Regions from separate parts of the Pan troglodytes genome. Here region 2 is linked to region 1. Evidence: chromatin contacts called from public HiChIP or PLAC-seq data. All regions are on one chromosome and are shown on one strand. Each heading gives the region's core, a stretch centred on a gene start, on an enhancer-like site or on the middle of the called end of the contact. The rest is flanking DNA. Distances are from core to core; before and after follow the strand shown.

Evidence for each region. HiChIP or PLAC-seq counts read pairs in DNA pulled down with a chosen protein or histone mark.
Region 2: an H3K4me3 HiChIP or PLAC-seq map of stem cell-derived excitatory neurons shows a contact between it and region 1, with 2.5 times the contacts expected there. The contact joins the promoter of MRPL20 here to the promoter of TMEM240 in region 1. A contact is called at or near these places in 1 of 7 Hi-C or Micro-C datasets (stem cell-derived neural progenitor cells) and 1 of 1 datasets of contacts at active chromatin or transcription factors (stem cell-derived excitatory neurons).

The regions. Positions count from the first base shown.
Region 1 is chr1:230,412,761-230,417,695 of NHGRI_mPanTro3-v2.0_pri, forward strand. TMEM240 (transmembrane protein 240) reads left to right here and starts at 2,829. Exons shown (of 4, transcript XM_016952210.3): 1 at 2,829-3,163; 2 at 3,666-3,772. The coding sequence starts at 3,107. It overlaps SSU72 (SSU72 homolog, RNA polymerase II CTD phosphatase), which reads left to right. Exons shown (of 5, transcript XM_016952220.4): 5 at 1,296-1,790. The coding sequence ends at 1,397.
Region 2 is chr1:230,551,956-230,556,890 of NHGRI_mPanTro3-v2.0_pri, forward strand. It overlaps MRPL20 (mitochondrial ribosomal protein L20), which reads left to right and starts at 2,081. Exons shown (of 4, transcript XM_016952122.4): 1 at 2,081-2,783; 2 at 2,895-3,005; 3 at 4,029-4,106. The coding sequence starts at 2,697.

The DNA of each region.
Region 1 (4,935 bases), core at 1,579-4,078:
CGCTGAGATGCTGCACAGGGACCTCCCCAGCACAGGCTTAGTTCCTCTCCCAGGACACGGCTCCAGGGAATGCCTGGTACCTTGTCTCTTCCCCGTGGCGGACACAGCCCCACCTCAGTGAGCAGAGCATGCAGCTCTCTGGGATGCGGTGCAGTGGGAGGTGAGCCCCACGTGAGCCTGGAGGCTGCCAAGGGCTCTGTGTCCGCCGTCCACCCCTGGACTTGGCCTTCTGCACACCTGCCTTCCCCAGTGGGCCCTGCATGTCTCCCTTGCACAGAGGGGCCGGGGCACCCCAAGGCTTCTGTAGCCACCCTGCTGCGGCGTGGAGGTGCTGGGCTGTGACGAAAGGACCTGCCTGAGGAGAGCCCCACGCACCGTCCCGCCTCTGCCTCTGCCTCTGCGATTTGATGAATGTCTGTGAAAGACAGAAAAACAGAACAGCTTCACCAAGAAAGAAGACGGTGTGTTTGGAAAGCCCGGGAGCCAGGCGGGCAGGCGCTGGGAGAAGCTGCTGTGTGGCCGCAGAGGCTCCTGCGCTCCGCCTGGCCCACCCAGCATAGCTTCTGGTCCCCACGTGCCTCACGGTCCAGTGTGGCTGCTGAAGCGCCAGGGACGGTCTTCATGATCGCCTGGCAGGAGAAAAGGTCATGGGAAAATCTCGTCCCAGAAGTTATTGTGCGATTTCTGCTTGGGTCACGTTGGCCAGAGCTGAGTCACAGACAGGCCGCTCCTTGCTTAGAGGCACTGGGTGCTGGCCAAGGTTGGGGACCAGGGGACAGTGGAGATGGCAAGTAACGAGCTGCCGGTGCCAGGGCAGGTGTGCCTCGGAGCCGGGCCTGCTCACTCTGGGGCAGCAGCCCTCTGCCAGGGGCTCTGGTGGATGGAGGCCAGGATGCTCCGATGACCAGGCTGCCCCTGCTCGCTTGGTGGTGGTGTGGAAGCGCTGGCGGTGAGGGTTGGTCGGCCCCGCTGTGCATGTGTGGGTCTGAGCCCCGGCCGCCAGGTCTCCGTGCTGGGCCCTTCTCAGAATCCAGCTCCAGGCTCCTCCCAGCTTCAGGTCCTGTGAGGGTCGGTGGGGAGGTGGGGGCTGCCTCCTGCTCCACACCAGGCGAGGGCCTGGGGCTGCCCAGGAAGCTCTCCCCCTGCAGCCTCCGGCCGTCCTTGTGAGGCAGCAGCGGTGGGGTGAGGGCCTGCCTGCTGCGCTGGTTTCTGCTGGCTCAGGCCTGGCGTAGGTGTTAAGGGGGAGCAGACAGGCAGGAGTGGGCAAGGCCCTCACCACGGTCCTGTCCTTGCAGATCCAGCACACGGAAGACATGGAGAACGAGATCGACGAGCTGCTGCAGGAGTTCGAGGAGAAGAGTGGCCGCACCTTTCTGCACACCGTCTGCTTCTACTGAGCCCAGCGCCTGCATGGAGCCGCCTCTGGAGCTTCCTGTTGTTCATACTTTTTCCTTCCTGACATTTGTTTTTACTTACAGGTGTTCTGCTGGTGACGGTAGCATTACCCAAATAAACTGTGCATATGAAATGGGAGAGGAGATGCCAAAACGCCAGATGAAAGCAATCAAGTTTCTTCTTTTCCACTTTTACTTATGAGCGGGATATTGATTACAAAGTTTTTCTTCTTTAACCAAAAAGGAAAGACAACGGTTTGTGTGCACTTCCCGACATACCTGTGTCTTCGTGTGCCTGCCTTCCCTCCCTCCTCCCCACCCGGCCGGACTGTACAGAGCCCTGCTGCGGCGTGTTAGGAATGACCTGGAATTGTCAATAAACAGATGCTGCTGTCATTGTGCCTGGTCCTGAATTCCTGGCCCGACCCTCGCCCCTGAGGAGGTGGCAGAGGCCTAGCCCTGCCGCCCTTAGTGACCTCCGACCACTGCTTGGGAGGTGTAGCTCAGACCTGGTGGTGCTGACAGGGCCTGGGCCTACCCGTGCCTGTGCTGCCTGAAGCAGAAGCCGCCTGCTCCTGCCACAACTGCTGCCTGTGGTGGAGTGGCGTCCCCTCTCCATGTGGAACCCCCCCGGGGCGGGGATCCCCCAAGGCCAGCTACGGGGGAGGCTGAGCCGGGAGGATCGCTTGAGCCCAGGAGTGGAGGCTGCAGTGAGCCTGGATGGCCCCACGGCCCAGGCTGGGTCCCAGGCATAGCTTCCTGCTGACTTCCTGCTGAGGCCGGGGGTCGGCTCCTGGGCCTGAGACATGGTCACTGGTCGTGGATGAGAGTTTGGCCTCAGGACCCTGAGCCAGGGACAGCCAGAGTGGAGTGGTGGCCACTGGGGCCTCTGAATGGCAGGCGTCCCGACCCATGGGCCTAGGCTGACCCCCTCGTCCCCGCCCTAAGGGAAGCCTGTGCGGGGCGGCCCTGCCCTCAGCTCCTGTGCCACATCCCTCCATTGAGGATTCCAGGGGTCATCCCGTCCCTGACCTGTGGCCCCCACGGCCGTGGGGTTGTCGCGACCTTGCGGACCCCACCCTGGAGGCACGTGCTTGCCGAGCGGACTGGTGCAGTCCCGCACCCGGCGACCTGGGAGTCCAGGACGTAGGGCGGAGCAGTGGGGCGGGAAGGGCCTCGGCGCCCCTCCAGGACCGGAGGACTGGCGTCCAGGGTCACTGGACAGGCCACCGGGGCTGGGTCTGACCAGACTGGGGCGGGACACGAAGCCGAGGTTCCCGGGGAGGGGTCCGGGGGATGGCGGTCTCCTCCCGGCGCTGGCACGGGGCGGCCTGCGGTCTGCGCGGTCCCTCCCGAGAGGCGGAGGAAGGCGGCGGGGAGGGAGGGGGGAGGAGGGAGGAGGAGGCAGGGAGGGGGCCGGAGCCGAGCAGAGCCGAGTCGAGCCGAGCCGAGCGCATCGCAGGGAGGACCCGAGGGCGGAGCGGAGCGCGGCGGGCCGGGCCGAGAGACCCCAGAAAGGCCCCGCGTCCCTCCCCGGCGCCCCCCCCCCCGCGCCTCCTCCCCCCGGCCGGTGCCGGGGTTGCAGCGAGCGGCGGCGGACGATCCAGGGAAGCGCTGACCTCTGCGGAGGCGGCGGGGGCTCAGCATCGGGCCGGGGCCGGGGGGGCGCCGGGGCCGGGGGGCGGCGCTCCGGCCCGGCCCGGCCCCGCCCGATGTCCATGAGCGCGAACACCATGATCTTCATGATTCTGGGGGCGTCGGTCGTGATGGTGAGCGGAGGGGCTTCCCGCGCGCGCCCCCTGCTCCCCGCCCGCGCGCGCCGCCTGGCCCACCTCCCGCGCCTTGTTTACCGCCCGTGCGGCCTGCGCTCCCCTCCCCGGCCTGCGCTCCCCTCCCCGGCCTGCGCTCCCCCCACCCCGGCCTCCGCTCCCCTCCCCAACCTGCGATCCCCACACTCCCTACGCTCCTCTCTCCGGCCTACGCTCCCCCCACCCCGGCCTGCGCTTCCCCCTCCCCGGCCCGCGGTCCCCTCCCGGGCCTGCGCTCCCCCCACCCCGGCCTGCGCTCCCCTCCCCAGCCTGCGATCCCCATACCCGCTGCGCTCCCCCTACCAAGGCCTACGCTCCCCTCACCGCGGCCTGCGCTCCCCTCACCCCGGCCTGCACTCTCGCTCCCCGCTTGCGCTGCCCCGACCCCGGCCTGCGCTCCCCACCCCCAGCCCCCCTTCGTCCCTCCCGCTCCTTGGCGCTGACCGGTCATGAGCTCTTCCAGGCCATCGCGTGCTTGATGGACATGAACGCGCTGCTGGACCGATTCCACAACTACATCCTCCCGCACCTGCGGGGCGAGGACCGCGTCTGCCACTGCAACTGTGGCCGGTGAGTCCGCAACCGGCGCCGGCTCGACACGCGTGAGCGCACATGTGTGGCGGGGCCCACTCGGGGCGCGGGGGAGCCAGCCCCACGCAGGCCGCGAGCCGCCTTCCACCCTTGAGGGCTGCCAGGTGCGCAGGGGGAGGAGCTGTCTCAAGGTGGGGGGGTCTCCTGGGGGCGCATGGCTTTAGGACGCCATTCCTAGAGGCCTCCAGGGTGATGGCGGAATGGGTCACGCGGCCTCCTGGTCCAGCCTGGAGGCCGGAAAGCCGCAGCCCAGTGTGATGTCCACAGTGGAGACCCAAGCCAGCCTCATCAGGGCTGGGGCAGGAAGCGCCTGCTGGCACAGGGCTGGGCCCTGCACTGAGTCCCAGGGCAGGGGAATGCAGGTCAAGGTGGGAAGGGCCTGCCTTGAGGGGCACTGGGCACCACCCCCGGGCCAGAGAGGAGCTGAGGGATGGGCTGGGGGGGCAGCGGGGAGGTGGAGCTTCCTCAAGGTCATTCAGATTGAAGGGAGCGCCCAGACCCCCCCGCACTCACCGTGTGACCCCCTCTGTGCACGTGTAGCGATGGGATCCTCTTGGCCATGCATGTTTGTACGTCCATGTACGAAATAAACATCTTCTCATGAGACGCGCATGTGTGTGGCGTCTGTGCATATACATGTGCGTACACACAGCCCCCGCGCACGCACGCATGCACTTCCACCCCTCAGGACGCCCTACGCAGTGGCCGCTGTTAACCCTGCTGAACAGATGAGGAAGTGGACGGAGGCTTTAGAGGACAGGCTTTTCCAAGGTCACACAGCTAGTGAAGGACAAAGGGGGCACCAACCCAGAACCCGTGTTCGTCATCTCTGCTGCCTCCTGCTCCGGGGGTCTCTGTGCATACGTGTGGGTGCGGGGCATGTGTGTTCAGGACAGCTGCATGTGTTGCTAAGCTGTGTGACGTGCCTATGGGTGCAGCAGGCGTGTCGATGAAGAACACGGGTGTTAGAGAAGGCAGAGCTCGGGGTGTCTGTGACCCTCACGTGTGCTGGGCACAGGGTAGGGGGTAAGAGCTTGTGGGGTGGCCACATGCTACCAGAGAGCCCCGTGTCCCTGGCTGGCAGGTCCGACCGCTGAGCAAAGGCCTGAGGTCGGCTCCACTGCCTCCCGGAGGCTGGGCCC
Region 2 (4,935 bases), core at 831-3,330, 140 kb after region 1:
AGAATCTCAAGGCAGAAGAATTTTTCTTAGTACAGAACAAAATGGAGTCTCCTATGTCTACTTCTTTCTACACAGACACAGTAACAGATCAGAATCTCTCTTGCTTTTCCCCACAGTGAGTGTCCCCATCGCTCAGGAAATGCGAGTAATAAAAATCTCCAATAACAACAGCTTCTCCATGTCTCCACTCAGTCATGTCCATAAACTGAAAATCCTGCAGGTAGGCCAGTTGTGTCTGTCCCAGCACTTTGGGAGGCCAGTTTTGAGACCAGCCTGGGCAACATGGTGAAACTCCGTTTCTACCAAAAATACAAAAATTGGCCAGGCATGCACTTGTGGTCCAGCTACTCAGAAGGTCGAGGTGGGAAGATCACTCAAGCCCAGGAGGCAGAGGCTGCAATGAGCTGAGATGGCGCCACTGCACTCCAGACTGGGTGAGTGAGACCCCATCTGAAAAAAAAAAAAGTAGTTTTTCTTCTTCTTGTTTTTTGAGACAAGGTCTTGATCTGTCACCCAGGCTAGAGTGCAGTGGTGCGATCTTGGCTCACTGCAGCCTTGGCCTCCCGGGTTCAAGCAATTCTCCCACCTCAGCTGGGATTACTGGGGCCCGCCACCACGCCCGGCTACTTCTTGCATTTTTAGTAGAGATGGGGTTCCACCATGTTGGCCAGGCTGGTCTCGGATTTCTGACCTCAGGTGATCCACCTGCCTCGACCTCCCAAAGTGTTGTGCAGAGCCACTGCACCCGGCCTCCTCTTTTTTTTTAAGATGGAGTTTTGCTAGTTTCCGAGGCTGGAGTGCAATGAATGGCAGGATCTCGGCTCACCGCAAACTCTGCCTCCCGGGTTCAAGCAATTCTCCTGCCTCAGCCTCCTGAGTAGCTGACCATGTTGGTCAGCCTGGTCATTTAAGGTCGGGAGTTTGAGACCAGCCTGGCCAACATTGTGAAATCCCGTCTCTACTAAAAATACAAAAATTAGCTGGGAGTGGCGGTGTGCGCCTGTAATCCCAGATACTCGGGAGGCTGAGGCAGGAGAATCGCTTGAACCGGGTAGGCAGAGGTTGCGGTCAGCCGAGATCGCACCTTTGTACTCCAGACTGGGCGACGGAGCGAAACTCCGTCTCAAAAACAGAAAAAAACAAAACAAAACAAAAAACACAACAACAAATGCAGTGCGTCATCCTGGACTGAATCCTCAACAGGGAAAAAAGGTAAAAAAGACATTTGAGGCGAGTTAAATCTGGACTGTGGGCTGGGTCCGGATTTTGACCATTGTACGGTGTGGTTCCTAAGAGTAAATACACAGCAAAGTGTTTAGGTGTCTCCAGCGTCTCAAATGGTTGAGGAAAAAAATCCATTATGTTTATATTTACAGAGAGAATGATTCAAAAATGGAGCAAAACGTAAACAGTAGGTGAATTTGGTTCGAGAGTATTAAACAAATGGAACAAATGAAAACAGCTGGCACATTTTGGTAGCGAACACTGGGGAGTTTTCCTTGTACTTGTATTCCAACTCTTGTATGATTTAAAAAATATCCAAGTATAATAAACTGTTATAAAGAAACTGCACACCTCCAATTTTTCGATAATATAGCAGAAATATAAAATTACACATAATATAAAACTTTTTTTTTGGGACAGACTCTGGCTCCGCTGCCCAGGCTGTTGCGCGGTGGTGCAATCTAAGCTCACTGCAGCCTCCACCTCCAGAGCTCAGGCGAGCCTCCCATCTCAGCCTCCTGAGTAGCTGGGACCTCAGGCGCGCGCCACCACCGCTCCCGGCTAATTTCTTTTTGATTTTTTGTAGAGATGGGGTCTCACTATGTTGCCCAGGCTGGTCTTGAACTCCTGGACTCAAGTGTTCCTCCCACCTCGGCCTCCGAAAGTGCTGGGATTACAGGCATCAGCACCACAGCGATCACATTTACCATTTCGAAGCTTAGAATTTCCAGGCATGGCGCGGTGGCTCAGGCCCGTAATCCCAGCAGAAGCCAGCAGTCCCAGAGCAGCCTGGCCAACGCAGGAAGACGCCCCCTCTACAAAAAACACAAAAAGTTAGCCGGGCGTGGCGGCGCGCGCCTGACGTCCCAGCTACTAGGAAGGTAGAGGCCGCGGCGAGCCGAGGTCGGGCCGCTGCACCCCAGCCAGGGCGACCGGGCGAGACCCCGTCTCAAAATGAGTAAGTAAACAAAGTGCAAGGTTCAGAGGCAACGGGCACTTTCACACCGATGCGACCATCTCCACCTCGGTTCCTGAACATCCTCGTGGCCCCAGGGGGCGGCCTGGCCCTCCCTGCCCGCGCCGCACCCGAGCTCCCCGGCCGCGGGGCCCCCGACCCGGGTCCGCTGCCCTCACGGCGCCCTCGGAGCCACAGCTGCGGCCGGGGCCGTGCTCCGGGACGGTCCGCGCTGCGTTGCTGTTTATCCATCGTCCGCGAATAGCCACGGGCGCTGCGGCCCCGTTCTCCTTTCAGACCCCGCCGCGGCCCCACATCGGCTCCCCAACACGCGCCACCACTGCGAGTTCAGGAGCACAACTGGGCACCCGCGGGCTGACGGGAGACGACCTTCGCCCCGGAAGTATCGCAGGGGCTGACCCGGAAGCGCTCGTGACCACCATTTCCGACGCGGGCAAGATGGCAGCGGCGCGGCGCGTGCGTTGTTGAGTATCCGGGACGCCGGCCTGCAGGCGCCATGGTCTTCCTCACCGCGCAGCTCTGGCTGCGGAATCGGGTCACCGACCGCTACTTTCGGATCCAGGAGGTGCTGAAGCACGCCAGGGTGAGTGCCGCCCGCCCGGCCTGGGCACTGGGCGCCCGGGGTATCCCGCGGGCCAAGGGGCGGCCGGCGCGGGCCCCGCTGACAACCCTGGTTTCTCGTTTTCTGACCCAGCACTTCCGGGGAAGGAAAAATCGCTGCTACAGGTTGGCGGTCAGAACCGTGATTCGAGCCTTTGTGAAATGCACCAAAGCCCGATACCTGAAGAAAAAGAACATGAGGACCGTAAGCGTGGACCCGGGACACCCGCCGGCCAGCGCGCTCGCGGCCCCTGCGTTTCTGCGCCGCGACCCAGCTAGTGTGCAGCCGCCCGGCCACCCTCAGCCCCTTCCTTTCATACCTTGCTTCGAAACTCCGACAAATTATGTCGCCCCGCAGGCAAACTGTGGGACATCCGTTCTCCCGCCCCGCCGCCACCCCCACTGTCACCCGCTGCTCCAGCCCCTCGCCCGGGCCACTGCAGAGCCGCCTTGCCACTCTCCCTGCGTCGCCAGCCACCGCCCTAGTCGCTGCTGCTCTCATCCCTCCGGTGGCTTCCCTTCCCTTTGGCAGCTGAAGTCAACCCAGCCCCTTGCCAACCCTCCAGGGCTACTATCTGCTGCCGTGGTGCTCCTCGAAGAGACCACGCCTGCTGCCAAGCTCTGCACACCCGGAACCCCCCGCATTTCTGGGAGGCTGGCGCCTCCGCTCTGTCCACGTGCCGCCTCATTACTGCGCCTCACCACTCCCGCCTCAGCCTCATGAACCTAGCATCTAACGTACCCCGGTTTTTTTTTCTTACCCCGAGACTGAGTCTTGCGCTGTCGCCCAGGCTGGAGTGCAATGGCGCCATCTAGGCTTAATGCAACCTCGCCTCCCGGGTTCAAGCGATTTTTCCCGCCCCAGTCTCCCGAGTAACTGTGACTGCAGGTGTGCGCCACCAAGCTATTTTTTGTATTTTTAGTAGAGACCGGGTTCCGCCATGTTGGTCAGGCTGGTCTCGAACTCCAGATCTGAAATGATCTGCCTGCCTTGCCCTCCCAAAGTGCTGGGATTACAGGCGTGAGACACCGTGCCCAGCCGGGTTTTTGCTGTTTTTAATTTTGAAACAGGGTCTTGATTTCGCTTAGGCCAGAGTGATGGCACCATCATAGCTCACTGATTTTGCTATTTACTTTTAGAAAAATATTCTTTAGATCAATTAGAGGCTTTGCTGGGACATAACATCCAGAAGTCATTTTTAAGTATCTTCATGTTTTCTTATTTCAGCTCTGGATTAATCGAATTACAGCTGCTAGCCAGGAACATGGACTGAAGTATCCAGCGCTCATTGGGAATTTAGTTAAGGTATGGGTGAGTGTGTGGGTCCCACTGAAATTCTGGACATCTGCAGAAACCATCATGCTGGGCGTGGTGGTGCTTCCTGTAGTCCCAGCTAATCAGGAGGCTGAGGCCAGAGGATCCCTGGAGACTGACTTCTGGGCAGTAGTTTGCTATGCTGATGGGGTGTCCATGTTAAGTTTGGTATCAATATGGTGACCTCTTGGGAGCAAGGGACCACCACGTTGCCTAAGGAGGGGTGAACCAGCCCAGGCTGGAAACGGAGCAGGTCACAATTCCCATGTTGATGAGTGATGGGATTGTGCCTAGGAATAGTGCCAGCAACAGCCTGGGCAACATAGACCACTCTCTACAAAAAAATAAAATTTGCTGGGTGTGGTGGTACAGAGACCTGTAGTGTCAGCTACTGAGGAGTCTGAAGCAGGGGGATCACTTTGAGCCCCCAGGAGTTTGAAGCTGCAGTGAGCTATGATGGTACCACTGCACTCCAGCCTAGGTGAGAGCAGGACTCTGTCTGACAGAATAAAGAAAGCCATGGCTGGGCAGGGTGGCTCACGCCAGTGATCCCAGCACTTTGGGAGGCTGAGGTGGGCAGGAGATGGAGACTAGCCTGGCCAACGTGGCGAAACCCTGTCTCTACTAAAAATACAAAAATTAGCCAGGCGTGGTGGCGGGCACCTAGAATTCCAGCTACTCTGGAGGCTGAGGCAGCAGAATTGCTTGAATTTGGGAGGCAGAGGCTGCAGTGAGCCGAGATCATGCCACTGCACTCCAGCCTGGGCAACAGAGCAAGACTCCATCTCTAAAAGTAAGTAAATAAATCAAACCCTCCCAT